3 separate regions of the Mus musculus genome follow, and regions 2 and 3 are each linked to region 1. The links are chromatin contacts, called in public HiChIP or PLAC-seq and promoter capture Hi-C maps. All regions are on one chromosome and are shown on one strand. Each heading gives the region's core, a stretch centred on a gene start, on an enhancer-like site or on the middle of the called end of the contact. The rest is flanking DNA. Distances are from core to core; before and after follow the strand shown. Region 1 overlaps Bcl2l14 (BCL2-like 14 (apoptosis facilitator)). Region 2 holds the start of 2810454H06Rik (RIKEN cDNA 2810454H06 gene). Region 3 has its middle 72 kb from the start of Gm46977.

Region 1 (2,650 bases), core at 50-2,549:
TCTGGGGAGCCTGGGTACTGTGTTTACACCCATATACTGGAGAGTCACACCCTCTCCTACTTCTTCCGGTTGATGGAAAGACCAAAGAGAAGAGCCAGATGATGGAGGCAGGACTTTCAAGGGTTCATGGCCAGCCTTGGCTATATAGTGAGATGAATGCCAACCTGGGCTACATGAGACCCTGTCTTAAACAACAAATAAACAAACAATGGAAAGAGGGAGAAAGAGAAAGGGAAGGAAGGAGAAGGGAGAGAAGAGAAAAGAGAGGGGGCAGTGGGAAGAGGCATGAGAGGAGTAACAGGGATGAAGAGGGAAGGAAGAAGGGAGGGAGGGAGGGAGGGAAAGAATAAAGGAAGGAAGGTAGGAAGGAAAGAAGGAAAGAAAGACACTCAGGCAAAGAGATAGAAGCAGATAGGTTTTCAGTTGAACACACTGGCTCATACCTGCCGTCCTCAGCATTCAGAAAGAAAAGCATGGCCAGTTCTAGGCTAGCCTGGGGTACTTAACAAGTTGGAGGCCAGCTTAGGGTTATACTGTAAGATTGTCTTGGAAAACTGAAAAGAAACAAAATACTTTTCAGAACATAAGCCACCGGGCTGGAGAGATGGCTCAGCAGTTAAGAGCACTGCTGCTCTTCCAGAGGTCCTGAGTTCAAATCCCAGCACCCATGTGCTAGCTCACAAAGTGTGTAACTATAGTCCCATGGGATCCGATGCCATCTTCTGGTATGCGTGCAGACAATCTTTTAAAAAGGGAAGTTTTTCAAAAAATGTAAACTATTCTTTTTTTAAAAAAACTGATAAAGTCTTCCCTTGTTAGGAAAAAAGAAATTGTACTATCACTGAGGGCTTTACCTCCACCCACTTTACCACCACTGAAGTGCCCTTTACCTCAGCAGACGCTTCTCCCGCCATCCCACCCACTCCCACCTCAGCAGAGCCCCTTCCTGCCAGGTTTGTTGGGCCTAGGAAACTTGTCCATAGTTAGTCAGCAGATGGCAGTAACGGCTCAGTTTTAAAGGGCTGTGATCATTCTAAGTTGGAATCAGCCCTGCATGGACATGGATGGCTCCAAACCAGCCTGTGACCAAGGGAACTTCTTCAGTTAGACTGCGAGGATGCAGGCTCCTAAGAATACGCAGAACCCATCACTCAAGAGGCAGTGAGACTTTGTGGCGGACACACTGCCTGAACCACACGAAGCCATCTTCTCAGATTTGTTCATCTGCTTCTAAATGCACGGGTGGCTGAGGCCACAGCAAGAGGGGTTCCGCCCTCCTCTCCTGCCCTGTCTTCCCACGCATGCGTCAGCAACTGTGGATCAGAGCTGGAGGCCCCAATGACCTGGCTTTAGGGGTCACTGTGGCCTGCACAGAGACAGGAAGTTTCCACAGCCTTCCTTCCGCATTTCCTAGAGGAAATGACAAAAGTATTGTTTGGCTTTCCCTCCTAACTTTTCAAAAGAAATCACTCACATCATCTCCTCCCCTTTTAGAAAGAAGAAAAATAAATTTCAGATGAGATTAAGAATAAAAACTAAATTTGAGAGAGTGGGTTTATTGGCTAAATTGTATCTTAGGCTTAATAACCATATATTACAATGTATATAACCATAATACAGAGAGGTTTTTGTTTTAAGATTTATTTATGTATGAGTACACTGTCACTGTCTTCAGACACACCAGAAGAGGGCATTGGATCCCATTACAGATGGTTGTGAGCCACTATGTGGTTGCTGGGAATTGAACTCAGGACTTCTGGAAGAGCAGCCAGTGCTGAGCCATCTCTCCAGCTCCCATAATACATAGTTTTATGCATATCTAATTATATGTTGGATGTTCTGAAGAACATATTCTACAGGGCTGTGGAGATTCTAGATATCATATCTCCATTCAAGTAGAAAGAAAAGAGAAAGGCAGAGATGGCTTTCTTTCTAGATTATTCTAGATTATTTGGATATGTGTGTATATATATATATATATATACAAATATACATATATGTATGTATGTATGGGTTTATTTACTACTTATTTGAGATAGGACCTCGCTATGTAGCCAAGACTAACCCCTACCTCTTGACCCACCCCCATCATTAATTACTGTGAATGAATGCTCTTCTCCAAATACAGTATGATTACACTCAGCTACTCCACTTGGGACCAAACACAGAACCACTTCAAGTTCCTACAGTGAGCTGATTGGTGGAACACCAGTGACTACCCAACAAGTCAGCCAAGTACCTGCCTGCTCTACCCCGCCTTCCCCAAGCGGATACAAAGCTGCATTGTTTCTGGGTGGCTATAACTTGAGTCTATGCCGTGTAAATCTTCCTTCCTTGAGTGGAAACACACAGTACATCCCTTCCTGGCTTACAAATTCAGGAAAGATGAGTTGTATGTTACACACTTTTCTGAGCTATCTGTAGTCTGTGCTGGTCTGACACTCACGACCTTGCAGCCCTGGACTCCTGAGTGCTGAGGTGACAGATGTGGTCGTGTGTATGAAGCCTTGTTTACCTATAAGCATTACTTGAATGTTTTCTATTAAACTTAAGGGGAAATTTGTGACTATAAAAGCAAGGAGTATCAGACTACTGAACACTTTCCTGGGAACTGAGAGATCACCTCTCCTTCTCCAATGTATAAAGGTTA
Region 2 (2,650 bases), core at 61-2,560, 470 kb after region 1:
CATCCTCACATTCAGCCAAAAGCAGATATAAAAATAGAGAAGATAAATTTGCATCTGTACTGAATGCTTTTCTTGCCATTACTCCCTATACAATATAGTACAGGAGCTATTTACATAGCATTTACATCGATGTACATATCACAAATAATCTAGAGATTGTTTAAACTTTACAGAAAGATGTACAAGGGTCATATGCAAATAGTATACCTCATTACGCAGGGGACTTGAGCATCATGCATTGCGGGACTTGTGCAAGGTCCTGCAAACAATCTCCAGGGACAGTAAAAATGACAATACTGTCTGTACTATATAGCACTGCTCCCAATATTAGAGTGAATCCTAAGATCTACACAACTGGAAGGCTATAGATTAGAAATCTATAATCTTGTAATGAGCCAGTGACTCATCTGAGTGACTTGTTAGCCAAATTTCATTCCGGCTGAACCGTGAAGTTGGTGGGAGAGGCCAGGCATTCTATTGGAAAGAGGACACTTCAGTTGCCGGATGGTACCTCAGAGTCGTGATAGGGCAAAAATCCAGTTTGTGCAGGTGTTCCACGTCCCCTGAGAGAGAAAAGAGGCCAAATCAGTCAGAGCGGTCCACACTTGCAACATCCTAAGACTCCAGATTATCTGTTTTACCCCGCCCCAACCTCAGCTCTTGCCTGCGACAACTTTAAAAAATGTTTCTGTTGCACTCAAAGACATCCCCATTTCACTTCGCTATCGTAGACTAAATATGCGGCACTGCTGCCTACTTGCTTATAAATATGCGTAAATATTTTAAGCTAAACTTCCTCTACTGCTCTAATTCCTCCTAGCCTCATCTCTCAAGCCTTCATTGGCTCCTTCCATTTTTAAAACTTCTCATCTTCATATCACTGTGTTAGCCCGGTCCACATTCACAGCCTCTCAGAATCTTCGGGGGTGGGGGGGGGGAAGTCCCGTTCGTTCCCCAGATTTATCCTTTTATGCCAGTTAGCTCGCGTGCCACACAACGAAATCGCAACATCTTTTAAAAACCGCGAGGGGTTCTCTTCCCACTCTGACTCTTGGATTCGCGGAGACCTCATGACCCATACGAGAACAGAAGAATGGGGGGGGCGAGTTACAGTCAAGTGGAATTTTGACCGAAAAATCCCTAAGGACGTGCCGCAGTGGGCGTGAATCCCCGGCTCCGACCTGACTGACATCCCTCGGGGGCCGACGGGGCCACCTGTGACCAAGCAGGAAGTTCTGAACGGTTTGCGCGCCAAAAAGCCCAGCGCATGCGCACACAGCCACGGGCGGGGCGGGGGCGGAGTCCCGGCTGGCACAGGATCTCGCGTTGTCTGGGGAAAGAGGCACAGAGGTCTTTACGGTGGCGTTGTGGGAACCGCCCACCACCTCTCCTTTAAATCTTCTTTCTTTCTTCTTTTTTTTCTCTGTCTTTTCTCTGTCCTCTCAGCCTCAGTGTAGACAGTGAGCGAAAGAGCTCAAGGCCGGCAGCTCTGTGGAAGAGTTATGGCTGCCATGGTCGCGCAGCCGGTGCCTCAGAGTGAGAGTAGCAGAAGCCACACCGTCGATCGTCTTAAGATGCTAGGGTTTGCTTTGGCCTTCCCCCTTTTTTATGATGCTATGCAAACCAAAAAACAAAAAACAAAACAAAAAAAAAATCACCTTGGCGCACGGCGCCTGCGCAGTGCTTGTTTACCGCGGGCCGAGCGCAGGCCCCTTCCCTCCGCCCAGATCCTGCGCCTGCGCCTGCGCGGCTGACGTGGATTTCTCCGGGAAAACCGCGCCTCCTAGTCCCGGGACTAGGGAGCGAGCAGCCGAGTGTGCCGTGGGAATCTCGGAGCCCTGAAATGAGAACCACAACGCCCAGAGTCGGTGTCGCGGCAGGATCGTGAGCACAGATGACCCAGGTGCTGTGCACGCCACCGTCGCTGAAGTGAGCAGCGGAGCGTGAGAGCGAAGACCGGCGGCGCTGACGCCTCAAAGGATGGACTTTGTTTAGCAAAGATGCAAATAAGCCTGACCCTAAGGCCGCCGGAGTTCGAGCAATTCCTGACTGGGCTAAGACTGTTCTTGAAGGCGACTCAGAAAGGCGGCCATGCAAATTTTGAAACTAGAAAGAGCTGACACTAGAAGCAGTAGCCCTTTAAAGCAGAAGCCAGTTAGTTCATAAGAGTCTGAATGTCCCTTCAAAGTCCGCTCTAAATAGACTCAGACAGTGCTCATAAAATATTATCTGATAAGCATAGATTATTTTAGATATGGTTATCCATTTGCAAGTAGAGGCAAACTGATTTGTGAAGGAATTTCTATTGATAGATTCCAGTACGTTCAAAAAAAATTAATAACTGGCAACTTAGCTAAGCCTGAGCATTTTTCTAGTTTTCAAAACAATGGAATTTATTTGGCAATTTTATTAGACCCTATTTTTTGACCGGTGAGATTGAAGTCTTTAGATTTGTAACATTTTTCTACCAGAAAAAGTGAGATTTTAACCAGTAAGAAGGGGGAAATGTATGTATGTGAACAGAAGAGGTCAGAACTTGAAGACTTGTCATGCTTCCAACATTTGTCTCAAGAGAAGCTATCATCTCACCTCGGATTTTTTTTTTTATGTTCAATATAATAGTAAAATTTAGCATACTTTGAACATTTTT
Region 3 (2,650 bases), core at 68-2,567, 460 kb before region 1:
GTCAAAGAAATTCCCGCTGGCGGGGGATGAGGGCTTCCTCTTCTCAACATCTTCACCAGCACTTTTCTTACTTATTTTCTTAAGGACTGACTGCCGTTCTGACAGGAGAAAGATAAACTCTCAATTTAGCTTTGAATTTGACTTGTTCGTTTTGTGTTGCAGTACCGAGAACTGAATTTAGGGCCTTACACACTGGGCCAGTGTTCTACCTCTGACCTTTATCTCCAGTCCTCAAAAACAAACAAACAAAAAAGTTTTCACTTTTATTTTGAGACAAGGTTTTCCGTTTCCCAGGCTGCCCTTGAATTTATAATTCCCCGAAGGAGCATATATTTCGGGCTGATTTCAGTGAAGATTGGTTAAAGTCTTTCTATTTTAGAGACTTTCAGAAGTTTATTAGATTCAGATAACACTGACAACACACACGCATGCTAATTTAAAAAGAGAATTGAAGACTGACCATAGTTACAGTAACAGCTGAAATACAGGGTTTTAAAGAAGTCAGTATTCACCAGGAAGGCATTTTGCATTTGGAAATAAACAATTGATCTTTGGGTAATTTTAATTGTTTGAGCTGATTGAAATTTAAAACCAGTTTATTTCAGCCAGAAGTGATGGCCTTTGATCCCAGGACATGAGAGGCAACCCTGGTACTCAGTTTCAGGCCAGCTAGCGTGCGTGACTCCTCTCAAACAAACACGAAACAGCTCATTTGACCGGTTCTCCTGGAAAAAGTTCTAGTATAATAGTACGTGTTTGTTTGTTTGCTTGCTTATACTCTTTACTTAATAATAATTAAGATGATAAAAAAAAAAGAAGAGACAAAATGAGCCAGGATGTTAGTGAGGCCCTGGGTTGCACTAATGACTTTTTATTGTGTTTGAGATGGTCAGAGTCCTCATGCCTTGCTTATCCGAGCACACAGAATGCCACATACAAGCCTTCTGTTTGACTTGTCAGAATGAGAGGGGGTCAACTCTTCCTACTCACGCCTGGCAAGGTCTCTGCTAATGAAATAACAACAGTTGGCAATGCTCAGTTGATGCACGAGTGGCAATTTGTGTAGAATATGGGTTCTTTGAGGGCAGCAGCGTTGTCTTATTTCCAGCACCACACCCAATGTCTGACATATATTAAGGGCTCAATAAATATTTACTGCATATGTAGAAACTATCAAGACGTATCTCGGCGAACAATCGTACTTGAATCAGAGCCACATTCTCAGGAGAAGAATAGGAGCCGAGATCATGGGAGCTCATAAGAATGGGACCAGAATCAAAGAAATTAGCATCCTCTAGAGCTGGTGACACCCTTCATTGTCATGCTTATCTGAGGAACTCCTGTTCTCACCCTGTTCAACTCCAGCATGCTAACCATACTGTGACTACACTTAACTGTGTACTGAAGGAAGGCAACTCCCTGACCAAACATTCCAACAAATTTCAAATTTATCATTAGCCTCCCTAATGCTGGAGGACCACTATATCTTTAACATCAGTTTCTTTAAAAAAAAAAAAGAAGAAGAACTATTTATTTTTATTTAAGTATATTATGCATGTATGTATTATGTATGTCCAATTACCTAGATATATATCACATGTATTCAGGTTCCATGGAGGTCAGAAGAGGGTATCAGATCCCCTGAAACTGGAGTTACAGTTGTAACCCATGAGCCACCAGATGTGGGAACAGGTCCTCTGCAAGCCCAGGATGTACTCTTATAGACTGTATCATTTCTCCAGCCCCCAAGAGGGAACTGTATTTTTTAAATGATTGCCCTAGGCCAATGAGGTAGCTTAGCTCTTAAAAAGATTTGCCGTGCAAACCTGACATTCTGAGTTCAATCCTAGGAATCCATGACAAAAGGAAAGAACCAACTCCCAAAAGTTGCTCTCTGACCTACACACATGCACCATGGTACACATGTACCTGCATGCACACTGATTAAATAGCAACACAATAATAATGATACCACTACCAATAGTAAGATTATTATTTTAAATTGTGTCTGTGTGTGTGTGTGTGTGTCTGTGTGTGTGTGTGTGTGTGTGTGTGTGTGTGTGTGTGTGTGTGTGTGTGTGTAGGTAGGTAGGTTGGTTGCTGTGAGAACAGTTGCCCCACAGAGGTCAGAGGAGTTGGACTCTCCTGAAGCTGGAGTTACCGGTAGCTGTGAACCACCTCATGTGATTACTGGGAATTGAACTCAGGTCCTCTGGAAGAGCAGCACGTGCTCCTAACCACTAAGCCATCTCTCCAGCCACTAAATTTAATTTTAAAAGTTTTTATCCTGAAGGTTGACAGTCCTCCATACCTGGCTGAAGCCCTGTGCTTTCATTTGCTTGTTCGATGTAGGTAATCTCATACCTACCCAAGGTTATAAACTAGTTAACGCCAGATCTTTTTTGATTCCTTAGATTTGTCAAATCCATCCATGCTGATAAGATGTCTTGGAAACACTGATACCTGGACTTGCCACGTAGCTTCCTTAGGTTCACCTTGAATGAGGGCAGCAGCATCCCATAGGCTGAGACCCAGGCTGAATACAAAGGAAAGAAGCCACTGGACACCAGCATTCATCTCTACTTCCTGGCTCTAGGTGCAATGGCTGCTTGGCTCTCTTACCACCATGCCTTCTCTGCTCTAATAGCCT

The links. Promoter capture Hi-C pulls out the DNA fragments that hold promoters and counts their contacts. HiChIP or PLAC-seq counts read pairs in DNA pulled down with a chosen protein or histone mark.
Region 2: a contact with region 1 is called in a promoter capture Hi-C map of liver, with 2.6 times the contacts expected there. The contact joins the promoter of 2810454H06Rik here to the enhancer-like site in region 1. A contact is called at or near these places in 4 of 39 promoter capture datasets (the 3T3-L1 cell line, embryonic stem cells, frontonasal cranial neural crest and 1 more), 1 of 484 Hi-C or Micro-C datasets (muscle stem cells) and 8 of 115 datasets of contacts at active chromatin or transcription factors (the 230-238 cell line, the NIH/3T3 cell line, astrocytes and 5 more).
Region 3: an H3K27ac HiChIP or PLAC-seq map of embryonic stem cells shows a contact between it and region 1, with 9 times the contacts expected there. The contact joins two enhancer-like sites. A contact is called at or near these places in 1 of 15 datasets of contacts at CTCF or cohesin (stem cell-derived epiblast-like cells), 3 of 484 Hi-C or Micro-C datasets (the N1E-115 cell line, bone marrow-derived macrophages and embryonic stem cells), 12 of 115 datasets of contacts at active chromatin or transcription factors (the 230-238 cell line, T-cell acute lymphoblastic leukemia, embryonic basal ganglia and 3 more) and 3 of 9 other capture datasets (adipose tissue, embryonic stem cells and liver).

What each region holds. Positions count from the first base shown.
Region 1 is chr6:134,424,327-134,426,976 of GRCm38.p6, forward strand. All of the region lies in intron 3 of Bcl2l14 (BCL2-like 14 (apoptosis facilitator)), which reads left to right. Among named protein-coding and RNA genes, the nearest start is that of 4933406J09Rik, 22 kb to the left of the region's middle. Within about 2 kb of position 1,300, at least 39 of the 459 cell types and tissues checked have an H3K27ac peak or open chromatin away from gene starts, as enhancers often do. A contact at or near this core is called in embryonic stem cells and liver, where this site is marked.
Region 2 is chr6:134,896,651-134,899,300 of GRCm38.p6, forward strand. 2810454H06Rik (RIKEN cDNA 2810454H06 gene) reads left to right here and starts at 1,311. Exons shown (of 1, transcript NR_029441.1): 1 at 1,311-2,650. Gpr19 (G protein-coupled receptor 19) reads right to left here and starts at 1,544. Exons shown (of 4, transcript NM_001362050.1): 1 at 1,182-1,544; 2 at 512-563. RefSeq lists a cis regulatory region at 956-1,491.
Region 3 is chr6:133,962,189-133,964,838 of GRCm38.p6, forward strand. No RefSeq gene overlaps it. Among named protein-coding and RNA genes, the nearest start is that of Gm46977, 72 kb to the right of the region's middle. Within about 2 kb of position 1,318, at least 9 of the 459 cell types and tissues checked have an H3K27ac peak or open chromatin away from gene starts, as enhancers often do. A contact at or near this core is called in embryonic stem cells and liver, where this site is marked.